4 separate regions of the Mus musculus genome follow, and regions 2, 3 and 4 are each linked to region 1. The links are chromatin contacts, called in public ChIA-PET, HiChIP or PLAC-seq and promoter capture Hi-C maps. All regions are on one chromosome and are shown on one strand. The core of a region is the stretch at or near the end of the contact, and the rest is flanking DNA. Distances in the headings are between cores, read along the strand shown. Region 1 holds the start of Ggt1 (gamma-glutamyltransferase 1). Region 2 holds the start of Ddt (D-dopachrome tautomerase). Region 3 overlaps Cabin1 (calcineurin binding protein 1). Region 4 overlaps Cabin1 (calcineurin binding protein 1).

Evidence for each region. Promoter capture Hi-C pulls out the DNA fragments that hold promoters and counts their contacts. ChIA-PET counts read pairs in DNA pulled down with a chosen protein or histone mark. HiChIP or PLAC-seq counts read pairs in DNA pulled down with a chosen protein or histone mark.
Region 2: an H3K27ac HiChIP or PLAC-seq map of embryonic stem cells shows a contact between it and region 1, with 3 times the contacts expected there. The contact joins the promoter of Ddt here to the promoter of Ggt1 in region 1. A contact is called at or near these places in 8 of 39 promoter capture datasets (the C10 cell line, the HPC-7 cell line, cranial neural crest and 5 more), 3 of 484 Hi-C or Micro-C datasets (the G1E-ER4 cell line, embryonic stem cells and forebrain), 6 of 115 datasets of contacts at active chromatin or transcription factors (bone marrow-derived macrophages, effector CD8 T cells, embryonic stem cells and 1 more) and 4 of 9 other capture datasets (adipose tissue, liver, macrophages and 1 more).
Region 3: a promoter capture Hi-C map of neutrophils shows a contact between it and region 1, with 2.4 times the contacts expected there. The contact joins the enhancer-like site here to the promoter of Ggt1 in region 1. A contact is called at or near these places in 5 of 39 promoter capture datasets (the C10 cell line, the HPC-7 cell line, Sertoli cells and 2 more), 1 of 484 Hi-C or Micro-C datasets (embryonic stem cells), 5 of 115 datasets of contacts at active chromatin or transcription factors (bone marrow-derived macrophages, effector CD8 T cells and embryonic stem cells) and 4 of 9 other capture datasets (adipose tissue, liver, macrophages and 1 more).
Region 4: an RNA polymerase II ChIA-PET map of effector CD8 T cells shows a contact between it and region 1, with 18 read pairs. The contact joins the enhancer-like site here to the promoter of Ggt1 in region 1. A contact is called at or near these places in 4 of 39 promoter capture datasets (3T3-L1-derived adipocytes, the C10 cell line, the HPC-7 cell line and 2 more), 4 of 115 datasets of contacts at active chromatin or transcription factors (effector CD8 T cells, embryonic forebrain and embryonic stem cells) and 5 of 9 other capture datasets (adipose tissue, embryonic stem cells, liver and 2 more).

The regions. Positions count from the first base shown.
Region 1 is chr10:75,561,735-75,566,328 of GRCm38.p6, forward strand. It overlaps Ggt1 (gamma-glutamyltransferase 1), which reads left to right and starts at 2,398. Exons shown (of 15, transcript NM_001379537.1): 1 at 2,398-2,524; 2 at 3,087-3,171.
Region 2 is chr10:75,770,641-75,775,234 of GRCm38.p6, forward strand. Ddt (D-dopachrome tautomerase) reads right to left here and starts at 2,734. Exons shown (of 3, transcript NM_010027.1): 1 at 2,576-2,734; 2 at 2,098-2,273; 3 at 593-866. The coding sequence starts at 2,683. The coding sequence ends at 794. It overlaps Gstt3 (glutathione S-transferase, theta 3), which reads right to left. Exons shown (of 5, transcript NM_133994.3): 5 at 3,482-4,370. The coding sequence ends at 4,173.
Region 3 is chr10:75,754,412-75,759,005 of GRCm38.p6, forward strand. It overlaps Cabin1 (calcineurin binding protein 1), which reads right to left. Exons shown (of 37, transcript NM_172549.3): 2 at 958-1,089; 3 at 401-493. The coding sequence starts at 960. Among named protein-coding and RNA genes, the nearest start is that of Cabin1, 7.6 kb to the right of the region's middle. Within about 2 kb of position 2,525, at least 9 of the 459 cell types and tissues checked have an H3K27ac peak or open chromatin away from gene starts, as enhancers often do. A contact at or near this core is called in neutrophils, where this site is marked.
Region 4 is chr10:75,720,239-75,724,832 of GRCm38.p6, forward strand. Cabin1 (calcineurin binding protein 1) reads right to left here. Exons shown (of 37, transcript NM_172549.3): 23 at 1,040-1,301. Among named protein-coding and RNA genes, the nearest start is that of Gm40696, 25 kb to the left of the region's middle. Within about 2 kb of position 1,888, at least 8 of the 459 cell types and tissues checked have an H3K27ac peak or open chromatin away from gene starts, as enhancers often do. A contact at or near this core is called in effector CD8 T cells, where this site is marked.

The DNA.
Region 1 (4,594 bases), core at 1,148-3,647:
AAAAAAGGAAGTGTGAATTCTGGACCCAGATCCCTGGGCGAGCTTTCGTTCGCCTGCTATCCTGGTGCCTAGGTGAGTTGGCTCTTGGGCACTGTTTCTGTGACTTGGACAAGAGCCCCCATAGACTGAGCTGTCTCCTCTGGAGTGAGGATATCATTCTACCTCACGGGTTTCCCAAGTCTACTGAGCTGAAGGCTGCTGGCCCTTCTCCCAGGAGCTGTCCTGGGCAGCAGGGTTCGTTGGCAATCCCACAGTGAGGCAGAGATCTGATGCTGTCTTCTCAATCTCTGGGGATGATGTTGGGCATAGAGGGTTGACCTGGGTTCCTCATGGCAGCCTTGTCACCCTTAGCTAAACCCATGGGGGTATAAAAAAATGGGAGGCAGGGAACTAGAGAGATGGCTCAGTGGTTAAGAGCACTGATTATTCTTCCTGAGGTCCCGAGTTCAATCCCCAGCAACCACATGGTGGCTCATAACCCTCTGTATTGGGATCTGATGCCCTCTTCTGCATGCATGTAAGCAGAATACTATATACATGGGAGGCAGGGAGTATGAGAGGGAGGATGTCCTCAGACTTCAGGTCTTGGTGGGGACATATAAGGCCCCACGTGGGAACTGTTTGTGGATAAGTTATGGGCAGCAGTTATAGCTCAGTTGTTCTGAGACCTTCACTACTCGTGAGGTAACCCATCAGGCGTGGAGAGGAAGCCAAGATATGAGTGCCTGGCAAGTATGGTGGAAGGCTACATACAGAAGGGTATGGAACTGAACCAGCTCCACCATTGGTCTCTTTCACACAGTCAGAAAGCCCAAACTCAAACCAACTCAAGGCTGTTAATTCGGCCAGGTCATCTGTAATCAGGTCATCTCCAGCTTCCTGGTAATCGTGACTAGGACTCAGTCTCTGTTGTTTGTTGTTCCTTGTTTGTTTGTTTGTTTGTTTGTTTGGGATAGTCTCACATAGCCTAGGCTGGTTTCAGTTACTTAGCTGGTAATGACCTTGAACTCCTGATCTTCCTCTATCTACTTCCAAAGTAGATTTGACCTGCCACGCCCAGCCACCGAATGGTTTTGAAACCTTCTCTGGGAGGAAGGAGGCAGATAGATCCTCCGTGGAGACCATTTCCCTGAGCTTACTCTGTCAGGAATGGGTCTTCTGCCTGCAGACGGAGTTTCCCCAGAAGGAAAGGCGGCAAGAGGCTTTCCGTTCCCTGTGTTGCTCTTGGCCGAGTGTGTAGCCATAGACAAAGTAGGGTCCTGTGATGGTTTCAACCTGGCGCCCCAAGTTCAATGGCTTAAAACAGCAAGTCCCGGTTATTGGGAGCCTGAAATCTAATGTAAGCAGAGCCGTGCTCCCCACCTCTCCCCCACTGCCCCCAGGACTATGGGGCCATATCCTTCCTTGCCTCCCCTCCTTCTGAGCTTCCTGGCAATCCTTGAGGCTGTTTGGCTTGTACTTGTGTCGCGCTGACCTCAGCTTCCTACTCCACATGGCTGTCTTCCCTGTGCGACTACCCAACCGGCCATCTTGTAAGACCACTAATTACTGTATTTAGGGCCTACCCTAATCCAGTATGATCTCATCCGAACTAATTACCTTGTGAAGACTCTGTTTCTAAATAAGGTCACACTCTGAGCTCTCCCTAGTGGGCATGAACTTGGTGGAAGGGGGAAAAAAAAACAAGACACCACAGAAGCCTCTGAAACCCTCGGTTTCCTTGTCTGTAAAATGGCGATGGCATTATAGGATTAGAGACTGGCATAGCATAGTGTTGCATAAGTGCGCCTTTATTCTTTAACGTGATTAATCTTCTGTGACATTTTTCTTCTCCTATCAGTGCTGATATTTGAGTCCAGGATCTTTGGCATGCTTGGCGATCGTTCTACCTTTGGGCCACACCTAGCCCCTCTTTCTTACTTTACAGTGAGCCTAACCATTCACTCCTCAGCATCGATCCATTCAGGACTGGGCACTGTGCATGCAGCCTAGACTTCCTCAGAATTGGGAGCCAAGAAAGATTTTGGGAGGTGTCATAAGTTAGCGGAGTCTGAAGGAAGACGACTTTAGCCTGTAAAATGTCCTGGCAGGAGCATTGAGGGCAGAGAAAGGGCAGGGGCAGGCACCAGCAAGGCAAGAATTTCTCTGCAGGGCAAATGGGGGCCTTTGAAGGGTTTTCCAGCGGGAGAGGAAAATGTTCCATTAAGGTAACAGCAGCCTTGCAAACCACTGGTGAGCAAGCGTCACCAGGTGATAGGAGTGGTGGGGGAGGGTACTAGGTGTGGCTTGGAGGAGGTCACAGATAACACCAATTGGAAGGGACCAGTGAAGAGGCAGGGGGTGGCTTCTGAAGGGCTGGACTCTGGCTTCTGTGGCTGGTAGAGGTTTGTGGAAGGTAGTTGCTTAGCTCAGGTTAGGACTTGTTGACCTTGGGCATCTGACACAGCGGGTGGCTCAGACTTGGACTCTATGTGCAATGTGATATAGCTCAGCATGGAAGATGTAAAGAGGAAGGGAGCTCTGGGTAAGCTGAGGACGGAGTGTAGGGAAATTGTTGGGCGGTTTAGGTACCAATTAAGTCGCAGGGAGGTTGTGGGTGGACAGGTGTGCTTGCTTGCCTTGTGGTCCAGGAGGCTGTGAGACACAAGTGAGTTAGTTGGCTTTCCTGCAGACTGTGGCATGTGATGGTAGGGGCGGGAGTGAGGAGACCAGGACATGGGTAAGACAGGGCTTCCCTCCCAGCCCCCCCTAGAGATGCCAGACAGCACAGATAATTACCAGGTGATACAATAAATGCCACCTGAGAAGGGGGGCGGGCAGGAAGGGGGGCAGAAGTGACTGCAGAGCTGGGAGTCAGAGCCAGGCTAACACTGAGGCTTTGAAGAGCTCTGGAGCCTTCTGAAGTCTGTCTGTTTCATCCAGTCCTCAAGCTCCCTTGATCCTCTCTGGAGAGGAAACCAAGGCCAGAAAGGGAAGGTTTCCCAGGTCCCCAGCTCTCAGGGAGGTCAGGCATGAAACCGGGAGCTATGGGGTGCACATTTCTGTTATTCTGCTGATGAATTCTGGAGTTGGACTTCACTCACCAGATGCTGAATGCTCCCAGGAATTAACAAGCTGACCATCCCGGAGGCCCACGCGCTTGGCTAAGTACAGGCTCCACTCACACCAAAGGCGAGTACTGGGATGGGGTGAACGGGCAGCACCAAAAAGCCAGGCTTGCGGGGGGGGGGGGCAGAAGGCAGAAAATCTGACCTTGCTGTGGTGTGGTCATTCAGAGAGTACTTCCTCAACACCGTTGGGTAACAGTGGCCCATTTACGGATTCTTCTGTCTGGTCATTGTGGTCTATGTGTGGTCAGGCACTCTATGCAGGTAGTCACAGGGCATGGGTGTCCCCTGCATCTGTGATCTGTGGCCTGGGATGATTAGAAGGGTCTGAGACCAGACCCATCCAAAATGAGCCGAAGGAGTCACAAGCTGGGGCTCGACGCTAGGGGAGAACTTGCCAGCTGCTTTTAGAGATGAAGAACTCCCCCCAAGGGTGGACTTTTCTAGGGTGTTGGAAAATCAGAGGGAAGGTTGAGAATCTGTGATCCTCACGTTCATTAAGCTGTTGTGACTTTGGATTTGAAGTCAGTTTCATCCCACCAGTTTACCAGGGGAGTCTCAGGGTTGCTGGCTTTCAGGGTGGGGAGGGAGATCCTGTCCCAAGAGAACCGGAGTGTGGGGAGGGAAGGACCCACCCATCTCAATTACTTGAACTGACTTCTGAGGTTTAGACTATCGACCTCAGCTGTGAACCTTACCCACTGGGGGTTCAAGCCCTGCCCAGAGCTTCCTGACATTCAGGTAAGTCAGTACTACCATGGGGTGTGGTTGGACTGTACGAAGAGAGTTTCAGGAAGTGGTTGGCTGAACCCCTCCCCAACCCACTAAGCTGCAACCCTCCAGCATTTGGTTTCCGGTACTGACAGCTCAAGTCTGGCTTTACTAGGACCGGGTTTTCTAAGATGGAGTGCGGGAAGATAAGCCCTTTGAAACAGGAAGTGCCTTGGGGACCACTGTGAACCCACTTCTCTGCAGGGGAGCTGGAGTAATTCCCCAAGCCACCCCCTAAATGTGTTCCTAAGTCTCCTGCCTGGCCAAGGTCCCCCCAGGGCATGAACTCCTAAAAGAGGAGTGACCTTAAGATGAAAGGAGCAGGTGGTGTAGCCCCGCCCTAGGCCACACTGTCCAGCAAAAGCTCTTGCAGAAATTAAACACACAGAGAGCCCCCGCTGGGCCAGTGTCCACACCAACACCCCTTCTCACAGCTGCCCTCTGCCCAGTTCCCCAGAGCAAACCAAGGAGCAAAGAGACACCCGCAAGGGTCTTAATGAGCAAGCCGGGGTTAATGGGTTACCCAGCATGGTGATATATTCACCAGCCTCACAGGGTTCTCAAAGTCCAGACTAGCCGAACTTTCAAGGTCTAGGCACGTAGGCTTTTCCAGCCCTGACACCTTAAGAGTTCAAGGGTGAGGCCAAGGGAAGTCAAGAGACCTCCTCCACACCACCCATGACTTGTCCGAAGCTGCCTCTTCAGGAAGTCTCCAG
Region 2 (4,594 bases), core at 1,484-3,983, 210 kb after region 1:
GCCGGTATTACATTCCCCATGGTTGGCATGGTTTCTGCCACGTGCACAGGTCCAGTGAGGTAACAACAAGAGGCACAGTGCATAGTGCCCAGGGATGGTCCTTACTCTCCAGGCCAAGCTCAGCAGTCAACACTGATAACCCAGGCCAACTCTTTACCCCAGGCTAGACCAGTTGCTCTCATGACCCCAGTGATCTACACATGGCTGTAGAAAGCAGGCCTTCCAGGATGAACCCTCTGCCCCAGATTTATTTATTTATTTATTTATTTATTTATTTATCTATCTATTCCTTCCTTCCTTTTTTTTAAGATTTATTTATTTTATGTATATGAGTACACTGTAACTGTCTTCAGACACACCAGAAGAGATCAGGACATCAGAACCTATTACAGGTGGTTGTGAGCCACCATGTGGTTGCTGGGAATTGAAATCTGGAAAAGGAGTCAGCGCTCTTAACCGCTGAGCCATCTCCCATCACACGGCAGCCCCACAAACAGGCGACATCCCACTCCTTTGCCCTCATGAACAAATCCCAACTCTAGGGTTTCAAGGATGCCAGAGAGGGGGTTACAGAAGCAAAGAAGTCATGTTTGAATGATATTCTCTTCATTTATTTGCTCTCTTTCAATTATTCACGAGGCTGGGGAAGAGAAAAATGGACCACTGAAGTCGCAGACGTTTAGGCAAAAGAGGGATTTACCATCCTATCTACCAGGCCACGATTCTGCCGGGAGGGCCTCTCTGGAAGGGCTCTGGCCCGGTTCGAGCAAACACCCTGGGTTCTTTGTTTCCGTCACAGAAATGTCATGACAGTTCCTTTCTTTCCGATCTGCCAAGCCTCCAAGGGGAAGAAGCGGATAACGATCCTTTAGGAGGAAGAAGGAGAGATGTCAACTCCTGCATACACCCCTCATTTGTTAAGGTCCCTGCCAGACAGGCCAGCCCATATCAGCCTGCAGGATATTTTGCCAATCTGCCCACCCCAGCTAATGATCCTTGCACCAAAGACAAGTCAGAAGAAAGGTGATGGCTATACCGGTCCCAGTGCAGACTTAACGCAATGGCTTCAATACCTGTGCTCTGTGCTCAGGTGAGCATGTTAGGCTGCTTACGGGCTAACAAACAGTCCCCCTGCTTCTAACTAACTGCATGCTCCTAAAGGCGTGCCCAGGGTACCAGGCACTTAGTTTTGAACCAAAGCCCAGCTCTAAGTGAGGCGCAGGTTCAAATCTGATTCAAATCTGTGGGAATCAGCAATTGCTCAATCACAGGACTCAGAGGAAGTCCCTGGCGATCGTCTGGCACCAGGGTGGTTGTGCACAGGGCTGACACCCTCAGGTTTCCATCTGTAAAACTGGCCCAATACAGTTATCTATGTCAGGAAGCTACCAAATCTGCCCTGTGCTGTGTGCACGAGCATTACCGTTAAGAAGTATTGTCCCCTCAACTAAAGGACAGCATTTGAGCATCCAACAAAAGCAGCCATTACCAACTTTCCTGAGCCCACTAGGACTCCATTTTGGAAGGCTCTTTCAAACTTATCTCCGTAGTTCTTCACAGGCCCGCTCCAGCCTCAGGAATATGAGACTCTAACTCTGCCTCAGAATGTAAGGATGGGGAGGGGGGAGGGGAGGGTCACCTTGTGGGGGAGGTCTTTTTATCATCCAGCAACTCTCCCGGAGCCTTATCTAGTTCAAAGGTTATCTGCCTCAGGACACAACCAGATTCCCTCGGACCAGCCTGGAAAAGTTCTCCCTTAAAAAACCAGACCCCCTGGTTCAGTGACGGTGAGGAGGCCACTATCACAGTGGTTAAGAGGGTGCCTAAGTAGATTCTCAGTACACACAAGACTACACTGGGGCTTCCCAAACCATCCTTTCTCGGGGCTGTAGAGAGTCGAAGGAATTGAAATCTTGCTAACATTCTGATCACAGACCCACCATTCCAGTGCCTGAGGAGTCCACCTTCGTGGACAAGGACACTGAGTGCTTTCTGGAACCAGCAAATAGTGACACCCCCCCCCCCCCCAACCTCATACAGAGAGACTGAGTCCTGACTCCAGACGCACAAATACGTTCCCTCACTGGCCCTGCATACCGGTCCTGGTCCAGGGACAGCTCCTCGGTGAGGAACTTGAAGAAGCTGGCGCTGTGAGTGCGGTTCTGCTCCGCGGTGCCCACAACCCCGATGGAAGAGACCAGAAGGTGAGCACAAGGCTCTGTGGATTTGTTCATCAACAGGGTCATGCCAGGTCGTATCGTAACGCTCACGCGCTGCAAGGAACACAAAAGTTAAATCCTGAAGCTTGGGCAGGGCATGGCTGGTGTTCAGAAGGGGGCGCGCCAAATTCTTAACGTGGGGGTCCGAGGGCTCCGGGTCTGGGACACTGCCCAGGATCCTTGGGAGTCAGTCACGTCAGGGTCACGCCTGGGAAAGACAACCAGGAAGGGATCTAGGAAGGGAGGATAGGACACGGAAGGTCAGAGGTTACCAGGGGAGTGGGGTCCCTGGGGATGGGAACGGGTCATTGGGAGGTCCGACCCTAGCCCACAAGTTCTCGCCGACCCTCACTCACGTCTTCGGGTTTGTCCAGGATGGTGGCTGTGGCCGCACACAGCCGGTTCTCCAGCCCCGCGGGTATGCGGCTAGCCGGCAAGTTTGTTTCCAACTCAACGAATGGCATGTTAGCGGGAGAAGAGTGGGATCGCCAAACGGTAACTGCACCGGGTGAGCTGTGGGAGCCAGTAGAGGTTCCAGAAAAGGAGCGCGGGGAGGGGCGGGGAGGAGGCGGGGCCAGGGAGGCGGGGCCGGGGAGGGAGAGCACAGCTCTGTTTCTCATTGGCCAGGCAGACTCGGCCCTTCTAGATTGGCTATCAGAGATACGCCTCTTCCGCTGTCACGTGTGCCGGCTCCAAATTACTGGTCCCAGGTTCACTACCTTTGGCCCTCCCAGTCGGCAGGTGGCTCTGTTTTTCCCTCTGAGCGTCCCAGCTAGTTGCCCACAAGGCATACATTTCTATAGGAGACTTAAAGGCTTAAAGTTTCTTAAATGATTGTGATCATTTCAAACTCAGTACGGGAACCGCACTTCTTTTGAACAATCTTGAGACCAAATAGCACGTGAGGTGTGCTTAGGCAAGACCCTAGGACAAGGGCATCTCTCTCTGGTCCCTAAGATACCTGAGTTTGTAAACTCTTCTGTCAGGGATAAATCATTGTCCATTAGAGAGTGGTAGAACTACTTAAAACAAACCAATCTGGCCGGGTGGTTGTGGTGCAAGCCTTTAAAACCAGAACTCTGGAGGCAGAGGTAGGCAGATCTCTTGAGTTCTAGGCCAGCCTGGTCTACAGACTGAGTTCCAGGACAGCCAGAGCTACACAGAGAAACTGTCACACACACACAAACCGAAAAAAGCAATCTGTCCAATTACACATAGGAAAGTGTGCATACTAAAGGATCCAGAAGCAAAACCATTACTCTTCTGTTAACAATGTATTTATTAGGTAAGGCACATAAAAGACGTCTTATGGCACAAGATTAAGTAGCTTGACAGTTTGGAGCCGGAGACAGGTAGAAGGCAGCAGTCAGGGTTAGAATGCTTGGGACAAGAATTTGGAAAGTCAGGACATACCAAGCAACTTCCACTCCCACAAAGGAACCAGCCCTGCACCCCACCTATGGCAGGAAGCAAAGACGCAGAGGACAAAGGTCTTTCACTAGTCAATCCCCGTCTCTTGCATGTATTCAACTGAGAGATCATAGATCCTGCATGCCAAAACTGAGGAAGGGAGGCACCAGGGTTGAGGAGCACAGAGGGTCACGTGGTACCAGATATCAATTATATGTATATGTGTATATACATGTATATACAAATATGGCTTGGAGGATGGGGGAAGGTTCAATGGTTTGTAAAGTTTCAAAGAAAAGGAATATGGCCAGATACGTTTCTCCCAAGTATTTTCCTGGAGCTCTCTCCAGAAGTCAGATAAGAACTGATGTTACAGCACAAGCCAGGTGGGGACACAGAGGGAACACAGGTGATGCAGAGAGGAAATTGCGGACCAGAGACCCTATGTCCTAGTGACAGCCAAAGAGCCAGACAGCCTCATCTCTTCGCTTGCACGGCCCCGAGTTTCCCTTGACCGTCTGTCTCCCAGTTCGAGCTATTCCCTCAGTGTAACAAACACTGCACAGAGAGCTTCAGCTTCTCTTTCAAGGCAGGGTCCATCAAGGGAGGCATATCCTTGGCCTTCAGGACAACTTCATGGGCCTCCTGGAAGAGGCTCTCCCCCACTTCGGCTTCTACTCTCTGACGCCAGGCAGCCAGTTTGGGTCGGCTCTCAAAGATTTTGCAGCCAGCACTGACAGGCTGTGGGGAGAAGGAGTCAGGTAGAGGGGATAAGTTCCACAATCTACAGGCAGCATGCCTGCCAGTATTTCCCCCACTATGTTGTCCCTTCCCCCACCATGTGTGAAGTGCCTCTTGATACCCCTATAGAAAGGATTTATGAGAATTTACTTTGTAATGATATGAATAAGTGACTGTTCGAAGCTCAGTCATAAATTGGGCATTTTATGTCACTACCTCCCAAG
Region 3 (4,594 bases), core at 1,275-3,774, 190 kb after region 1:
TCACGTGGAGACGTCTTCCCAGCACACAGAACAGAGCCTTTCACATCCAAATGTACGCAAAGGGAGGCTCTGAGTGACTGCTAAGCTGTCAGCTACAGCCTCTGCAGTCAAAGAAAATCTACTACTCAGTGCTCAGACCTCATTACTGTAGAGTCCCGTGTGCACACGCACGCACGCACACACAAGGGGGAGGGCAGGTGGTAGGTAAAAGGCAACAACACAAAGAGCATTCAGTTAGTTCTTCAGCATGACCATCTCCCGAGGGAAACAAGTCCGACCTGAGGTGGAGAGGCGGCCGTCTGCAGCGCGCCATCCCCCTTACAACTCCTCTGAGGACACAAGGGATTCATTTAAGCTGAGCAGCAGGAGCTTCCTCGGAAGCAGACCTCAGAGTGCATACCTGAGCCTCCTTTGTCTGGATTTTGTGACTTTTGAAGCTTCCTTCATGGTCATCCTCAATCGTGGAGCTGGCATTTAAGGCTGCAATTCGAATCTAGGAAGGAATTCAGAGGAATAGCAGCACAGTGCTCAGATGAATACAATTATGCTTCAGAATATTTATTCTAGGCTATGAAAAACTATGGAGGAAGAACCACCAACAATCATCTGAGGAAAAAACCAGGATGTGAATCCGTCGATGGGACAATACCCAGCAAGAGTGGAAAGTATATCCTGGATACTGTCCACCTCAAAGGAACAGAGGCTGGGAGCCCCAGTTTCTACTCAACATAGAAGACCTGGGTATTAGAGTAACAATTCCAATAAAACATCAATTTTGTGTCTTTCCTACAAGTATGACTAAAGACTTACAAGCAACAGCCAGACAAGCATCCTCACCCACTGGTGTACCAACAGCCTTCCTGGAGAAAGGCTGCACAGGAAAAATGCCCCTAGCCCCCAGGAGCAGAGTGACAAACAACACTGTCACCAACAACTTAGGCAGGGATCAGGTCTTACCATATTCAGAGATTCAGCACCACCACGGAGGATCACTTCCCATCCCTGGGACACGACAGTCCCCTGCAGAGCAAACAGGACAGAAGGGTTCAGGAGGAGCCAGGAACGGAACGGCACAGTGCTCAGGCCCACCTGTGTGAGAAATATAAGGAAGGGAAAAACAAAACAGGAAATAAACCAGTTTGAAGACTATAAATGATGATGGGATCGGTAAGACAGTAGAGAAATTAGAACTTCCTATGTTGCTCCTGGAAATATGAAACAGCCCCTAAGGAAAACATATTGGCACTTTCTCAAAATCTCAGACAGAATTAGCATATGATCCGGAACTCCACTCCTATGCATCTACTCAGAGGAAAACATGTCCACACCAAAACTTGGTTATAAATGGACACAGCAGCAGTATTCAAGAGCTAAAGGTGGGGTCACACAATAGCTAAAAACTGATAAATAAAATGGGGAAAATCTGTAAAGAAACAATGTCCATTCATAACAAATAATGTATGCTGCAACATGAAGGAACCTTTAAAACCAAGCTAAATAAACGATGTCATGTGCAAAACAGTCAATACTGTCTGCATCCAGTTATGTGACACATCTGGAATAGAGACAATAGATCAGCAGGTAAGGAGAACACTGGCATAGGGCTGAGTGCCCTGCTCCAAGTTGGTCTACATGGTATAAAATACGGGTTTTTTAAAGCTGTGCCTGGCCCTCAGAGACTCCGTTTTATAAGCAGCTTTGACTCCCACTTTGAGAATGGAGGATGGCTATTCATGGTGGACATGGGAACCACACATCTGTCTAGCACAGCCCACATAACAGACAGATAACAGAGTAGAAAGGTTGCCACCCTATAAATGTATGGGGTGACCTAGGGACTGTAGGAGCACATGGGCATAGTAAAGTTTTACCAGGAAAGCTAGGCCCAAGAATATAGCAGACACACCACACTAAGGGAAAAGATTGGCACCTACCAAGCACTGCACTGGCAAAGCCCCTACCAACGCATCACCTGACCACCTGGTGTGCCCGGCAGGCCACTCCCAACTTTGCCAGGAGCTTCAGTTCATCTGTGTCCCAGCTACTGAGAACCTGCTCTCCTGTTTGTCTGGACTTTCTGTCCATGTTTCCGTTTGATCACCCAGACCCAGTACTGCCCTTTCCCCACTCCCTCTGCAGCTTCGCTCTCAAACCCAGGACAGCAGCAGTCTGACTCACAACAGCTTCCACAGAGGTGGACTATTTGTGTTTTATCAACTTCTTTACTTCTCAGGAAACCTCTTAAACTCTGCTGTGGCCTCTTAACCCTTGACAGCAACCATGAAGTGCGCGCACGCGCGTGTGTGTGCGTGCGTGTGCGTGTGTGGGTATGTATGTGTCCGTCCTATGAGCGTGCTCCTTTGGATGCTTTTCCCACTCACCTGGATTCAGGGTACTTTGGGTTCTGCTTCCTACAGGAGGAGCAACCTCCTGGAAACCTGGCTTTCTGCCTGTAGGCTGAGAGAGGGAGGTGAAGCAGCCAACGCCCAAGTTGCACACGGCTAAAACCACGGTCATTTCCTAACAACCTGGACATGTCACATGCATAAAGCAGGAACTGGGGCTCTGCTCCAGGCGTTTGTAGCCTCTCTCCTCTGGAGAGGAGCGAAGGAAAGCGATCCTTTGCCAGAGGCATGCTCCTGTATGGAGACAGTCACCATAGCAAAAGGGTCACTGTGTAATTCATAATGTGTACCCTAAAATTAATATTAGTAACTAGCATGAGAAAAAACAATCTGTGTTCACCTCAGCCAGGGTTATCAAGGAAAGTGGGAGCACCTGCCAAACTGGTGTCACTGAAACTGCCATAACTTGTGAAATTATTGCTATTATCATTATTTTATTATTATTGTCTTTGGCATTATAAAAGAAAAACATTTGTTGTTGCAGGATATTTGATCACACTGTAAACCCTGAGATTCTGTTATTCACTGGAAAAACCTGTTTATAGTTATGGTGTGGCTCAGCCCTAGCACACTCTTAATCCAAGAGCTTTCTGACTTCTGTAAACATGATTAAATAAAGTCAACCAGTGATCAAGAGGAAGAGCAAGCAACCAGATGACAGGGAGTGAATATAGGAAAACCAGAGAGAAAGTCAGGAGGACAGAGAGAAAGACACACGGGAAGTAGAAGGGAGGGACATTCAGTTTGAGAGATTTTGAGCCAGGGTGGAGGAGAACTTGTTTCTCTCTTTGGGACATCAGCTGTGGAGGAAGGTAGGCTGGGTGCTTTCTCTGCCTCTCTGGGCTAGCAGGCTTTCACCCTAGCACCTGTCTGGAGAGTTTATTGGCAAAATCGAACGTTTGAGATTTTATGAAAACAACAACAAACTTTCACGTCTGTTTTTTACACAGTGTGCTCAAAACAAAGAAGGGGTGACTGGAGAGTTCTGTGGCTAGAGTACTATTTATACCCTCCAAAACTAACCCTGAATTTTGTAACAGTGTTGAGAGAGAACCGGGCTGGGACCCGAGAGTTCGGTGCTAGAGTACTCAGCTGCTGTAGAGGACACAGCTCGGTTCCCATGTCAGGCAACTCACAACCACCTGTAACTCTAGCTCCAGAAGCTCTGACGCCCTCTTCTGGCCTCCAGGGGCACCTGCACCCATTTGCACATGCACGCATATCCATATGCATAACTAAAAATCAGAAACCTCAGGTCTGACCCCAGTGCTCCGGTAACAAGACGGACAGAACCTGAGGACTCACAGCCAGCCAGCCTAATAAGCACAGCAGCAAAAGACCTTCATTTCAAAACAGAGCAAAGGGTGAGAAAGATGACTCAGCCTGAAAAGGTGCAAGCTTTAACAACCCCAGGGCAATCCCTAGATCCCACATAAATATGGAAAAGGAAACAACCTCCACACAGCTGTCCTCTGACCCCTGCATGTGTACTGTGGCATGTATGTACCCATCTGTCTTAGTCTGGGTTGCATTATCGTGAAGAGATACCTCGACCATGGCAACTCTTTTTTATCTTTTATTTATTTATTTATTTATTTTTGGTTTTTCGAGACAGGGTTTCTCTGTATAGTCCTGGCTGTCCTGGAACTCACTCTGTAGACCAGGCTGGCCTCGAACTCAGAAATCCACCTGCCTCTGCCTCTGCCTCTGCCTCCCGAGTGCTGGGATTAAAGGCGTGCACCACCACGCCCGGGTCATGGCAACTCTTATAAAGGCAAACATTTAATTGGGGCTGGCTTACAGTTTTCAGAGGTTTCAGACCATTATCATCATTGTGAGAAGCATGGAAGGGCAGGCAAACAAGGTGCTGGAGAAGGAGCCAAGAATTCATTTTTGGGGCTGGAAAGATGGCTCAGCAGTTAAGGTTACTGACTGTTCTTCAAGGTCCTGAGTTCAATCCCAGCAACCACATGGTGGCTCACAGCCATCTGTAACAAGATCTGGCGCCCTCTTCTGGGATGTCTGAAACAGCTACAGTGTACTTAAATATAAAAAAATAAATAAATCTTAAAAAAGAAAAAAAATTCATTTTGATCCACATGCAGCAGAAGGGACTGTATTAGTGGACACAACTTAAGCACACAAGACCCCAAAGCTTGCCCCACAGTGACACACTTCCTCCAACAAGG
Region 4 (4,594 bases), core at 638-3,137, 160 kb after region 1:
TTTTATTCACTATTGATTACAGTAACTCAGTCCTCATTAAGTGGGTTCACTTCATGACTCTCTCGGAGCCGAGGTTCTCAAACAGTAGCCTTGTGTTCAGGGCAGACTGTTAAGGATGCAGCTCAGATATAAAACTGGCAACCTCTAGTGGAGAAGTCTACTGCTGCATTCTTCCTCAGCTTTTGCAGTATCATCTGCCAAGTTCAGAGGCTCTGCAGGCCAGTGTCTTACTCTGCAGGGTCCTAGAGGCAGTAGGGACCTCAGCACACTGTCAGCTCCCCATCAAGGCAACAACGCTTCAGAGGAGGGCAGTGGCGAGTGCAGAGGGTCTCTTCCAGCCACCCAGCAGTGTCAACAGTGTCGGCAGTGCCATCATCTTGCCTGGGGTTTTCATCACAGATGATCAGTGCAAAACCTGAAACCAAGTACTATCTACCTGACTGGTCAGCTCCTTCAACCTTCTTCCTCAGAGATCTTCCTGAGCTCCAACCTCTTACTGCCCCGCTGGCCTGCATGGTGTGGGGATGTAGCTCTACAGCAGTCTGTGCTCACCAGGTCTGATCTCTAGCAGCCTCCACCTGCTGCTAAGAAATCCGAAAGCATGTCGGAGCGATCCCTTCACTTGCATCTGAAGGAACCAGTGATGCTCTACAGAGCAGAGCTGTAGGTCAGACCTGCATCCTGCCGAGAGGAACACCACACATGGCAACTGAAAACCCTAATGCCAGGCCAAGCATATTACCGCGGCCCCCACGTCCTTCTCTGGAAACAGGGAATCGGTGCCTACTTCAGATGGTCTTATCCCTTCTTCACTACTCAACTCCGTTCAAACTGATGACCAGTCAGGCAGGTCATAAGAGTCTACCTCTGAAATTGTTGTCAATGGACTAGGTGCCCAACGACCAAGAAACAACAACATTCCTGCAGGAAAACAGTTCACATGTCCCAGAGAGCTGGTGTGTCAGAACAAAGAGCAGCAGGGACCTAGGCCAGCCTATTTAGACAGACAATGGCAGGCCCTCTGTAGCACCCTCCTCACCTGCTGCACAAGCTCCGGGGGCAGCTCACTTCTCCACTGCTTCAGCTGACGGGATGCGAAAGAGTGTAAGGCATAGGACATGGTACCATACTCAATCCACAAGGACAAATTAGAGCTGTCAATCTCAAGGGCCCTCCGGAAGCAGTTGAGAACAGGTGTGGCATGTTTCCAGATGGGCCCATCACTCTTCAGCTCATTTGAGTTCAGCTTGTCCTGAATTCGGCTGGCCCGGGCCAGAGCCATTCCCGCCCAGGAGTCAAACCTAGGGTAGTGAGAAAAGCAACAGCTACCAACATTGCTGACCTGAAGGATGGACGGCAGACACTACAGCTTGACAGAGAGTCCGGCAGATACTACAGCCTGACAGACAGTCGGCAGACACTATGGAAGCAGAGCTAATGCTGCCCCTCCTATACACCATCAGTTCAGCCCACCACACCTTAAAACTGGCGTGCGGAACTCTCTGATCACCCCAGGAGATGGCAAAGGCAGAAGCAGCCAGGGAAACCCAGAGGTGCTTTTACTACCCTCCAACACGCTCGCGTGACACCGTGCAAGAGAGAAGCAGGAAAGACACCAAAGACACGCTGGTGCAGAGGACAGCAAGCATGGGAGAGCTTTCTCAGAGGAGCCTTTCTTCCTCAGTGGCCTGGGAGTTCTTCCCAGCTCAGCTCGGGTTACTCTGGAGAAGGGGACAGGGAGAAGGGCTAAAGGGGAAGATTCTTCTTTACCAGGGCCAACTTTACAACAGGGACTTCTTTTCAATAGCTACCAGTTCTAGGAGAAGCTGCCCTCACTTTGAGGAAAGGAGACATGTGACTGTGCCTATGTGTCTACATAAGAACCACATCCTCCATACACAGCAACCACAGCAGAAAAGCATCACTGTGAAAGCTAAGAAGCAGGCTGGAGGGCTGGCAAGATGGCTCAGTGGGTAAGAGCACTGACTGCTCTTCCAGAGGTCCATAGTTCAATTCCTAGCAACCACATGGTGGCTCACAACCATCTATAATGAGATCTGACTCCCTCTTCTGGTGCACAGTGTATTTATGTATAATAATAAATGACTCTTTGGGCTGGAACAAGCAGGGACTGAGTGAACAGGGCTGACTGGAGCAAGTCGGGTTGACTGGAGCAAGTTGAGAACCTAAAATAAAATTCAATCCCCAACAACCACATGAAGGTTCAAAACCATCTGTACAGCTACCGTGTACTCATATACATACATACATACATACATACATCTTAAAAAAAAAAAGCAGCAGGCTGGAGAGATGCTCAGCAATGAGGAGCACTGACTGCTCTTTCGGAGAGCCTGGACTTGGTTCACAGCACCCACACAGCAGCCTAGAGTCATCAGTAATTCCATTTCCAGGGATCTGATTCTCTCTTTCGGCTCTACATGTACCAGGCACGCACATGATGCACAGATATACTTACAGGCAAAGCACCCATATACATTAAGAACAAACAAACAAATAACAACAAAAAACGCACAGGGGAAAAACTACTGAGAGTGACCCCTCCTAATGTAAGTGTCAAATCCAGGTGCATCTGCACACAACCCATATTCTAGGAGTACAGGCCTGCAGGGCAACCTGTGGCTCAGTAACAATGTGACCCCAGGAGGAGGAAGTACCCATAGTCCATATTCTCTGCTCTTATGCAGAGCAGGTTTAGTCCTGGTACTGGGCTCAGAGCTGTTTCCAGAGCAGAAGTGCTGAGCCAACTAGGTATTAGCCCCACCTCCATCCCAAAACACCTATCTAATTTGGTACCACTTGCAGTTCAGCCAAAAGCAGGAAAGTGAAGGAAAGCTGCAAGATCCTCAAAGGACCTCTAACAGTGCAGCGAGGGCCCTGCTGTTCACCCTACCATCTATCATGGGTGTCAACCCTATCAGAAGGCTTAGAGGAAGAGGAAGACGAAGGAAGGAAGAAAAAAAGAAAGAACGAACGAACAAACCAACTTTATATTTTAGCTAGTACCAAGGAACTGATGGAGCCCAAGTCTCTACTGGTATCTGCCTGTAAAGCTCAGAATAAAGGCGGCTCTGGAATGAGACCTAGCACCAAGCTGACAAAAGCCTTTCTACACTGGGACCCATCCTCAGAGGAGATATTCCAGTACCCTGAGGGCTGGATCTACTAGACAAACATCCTCTAAACAGGTGAGAGCAGTTGTTCTCAACCTGTGGGTCGTGACCCCTTTGGGGGTTGCATTATCAGATATCTTGCATATTAGATTATTTATATTACAATTCAAAAACAAAACAGTAGCAAAATTATAGTTATGAAGTAGTACTGAAATAACTTTATGATTGGAGTCACCACAACATGAGGAACTGTATTAAAGGCTTGCTGCCTTAGGAGGGCTGAGGGCCACTAGACTAAAGGGAGGTCTAGTTGCACCTTTAGGACTCTGACTCCATTGACTGTGGACCAGGAGCCGACCATGCCACAGTGGCAGGTTTCGTTATTCTCCCTTTTCAAATGGGGAAGCAGGTGATCCACAATGTCATACTGCACAAGCTCAGCCAGTGTAAGTACTGGTCTATACCATCTCATCTGATGGAGCCACCTCAAAGACAACCAGTGTAAGTACTGGTCTATACCATCTCATCTGATGGAGCCACCTCAAAGACAACCAGTGTAAGTACTGGTCTATACCATCTCATCTGATGGAGCCACCTCAAAGACAACCAGTGTAAGTACTGGTCTATACCATCTCAACTGATGGAGCCACCTCAAAGACAACCAGTGTAAGTACTGGTCTATACCATCTCATCTGATGGAGCCACCTCAAAGACAACCAGTGTAAGTACTGGTCTATACCATCTCATCTGATGGAGCCACCTCAAAGACAACTAGTGTAAGTACTGGTCTATACCATCTCATCTGATGGAGCCACCTCAAAGACAAGCAGGGCTTTAAGTACATGGCTCCCTGCCAGGAGAAAAACACAAGCTGAACAAAAGGGGCCTCTGAGGACCTTTCATACAGGTGATGTCTTACAAACTTGATCCCTATTCAGATCCCGGCCCCTTCTTCCCTTGCCCCAGGTAGAATTGTAGAAAGGTTATTTCTGTCATTTCCTGAGGCAGGGCAGCTATGTGATCCCCCATGTTCAAGGGCAGCCACAGTGGTAGCCCTAAGTACTTCTGGAGAGTTTGTCTGCAGTGTTATACCTTCAGACATAGGCTGGCTACAGGGGTAACCTCATTTTGACCACACCCAGAGCCTACTTTAGTGATAGTCCTTTCAGTCAAGTATTCCGAGTTTCGGGAGCATAGCTGAGCCCTTCAGAATGCTGAGATCTGAAAGTCAGTCCATTTTAGAAGGAGGCTCAACAGTGGTCTGCAGAGGAAGCACAGAGCACAACAGGGCACCAGGACAAACCTCACTGCCAATGATGTCATTACAGCATGGGAAATAACCTCAGGCTCCAGAATTTCCAGTACGACTCTTCTGCTATGTAGTTTACATGTGTGGTTCGCAAGTATGTATGCATGTATTGCAGCATGTGTGTGCCTGGGGCTCATGGAGACCAGAAAAA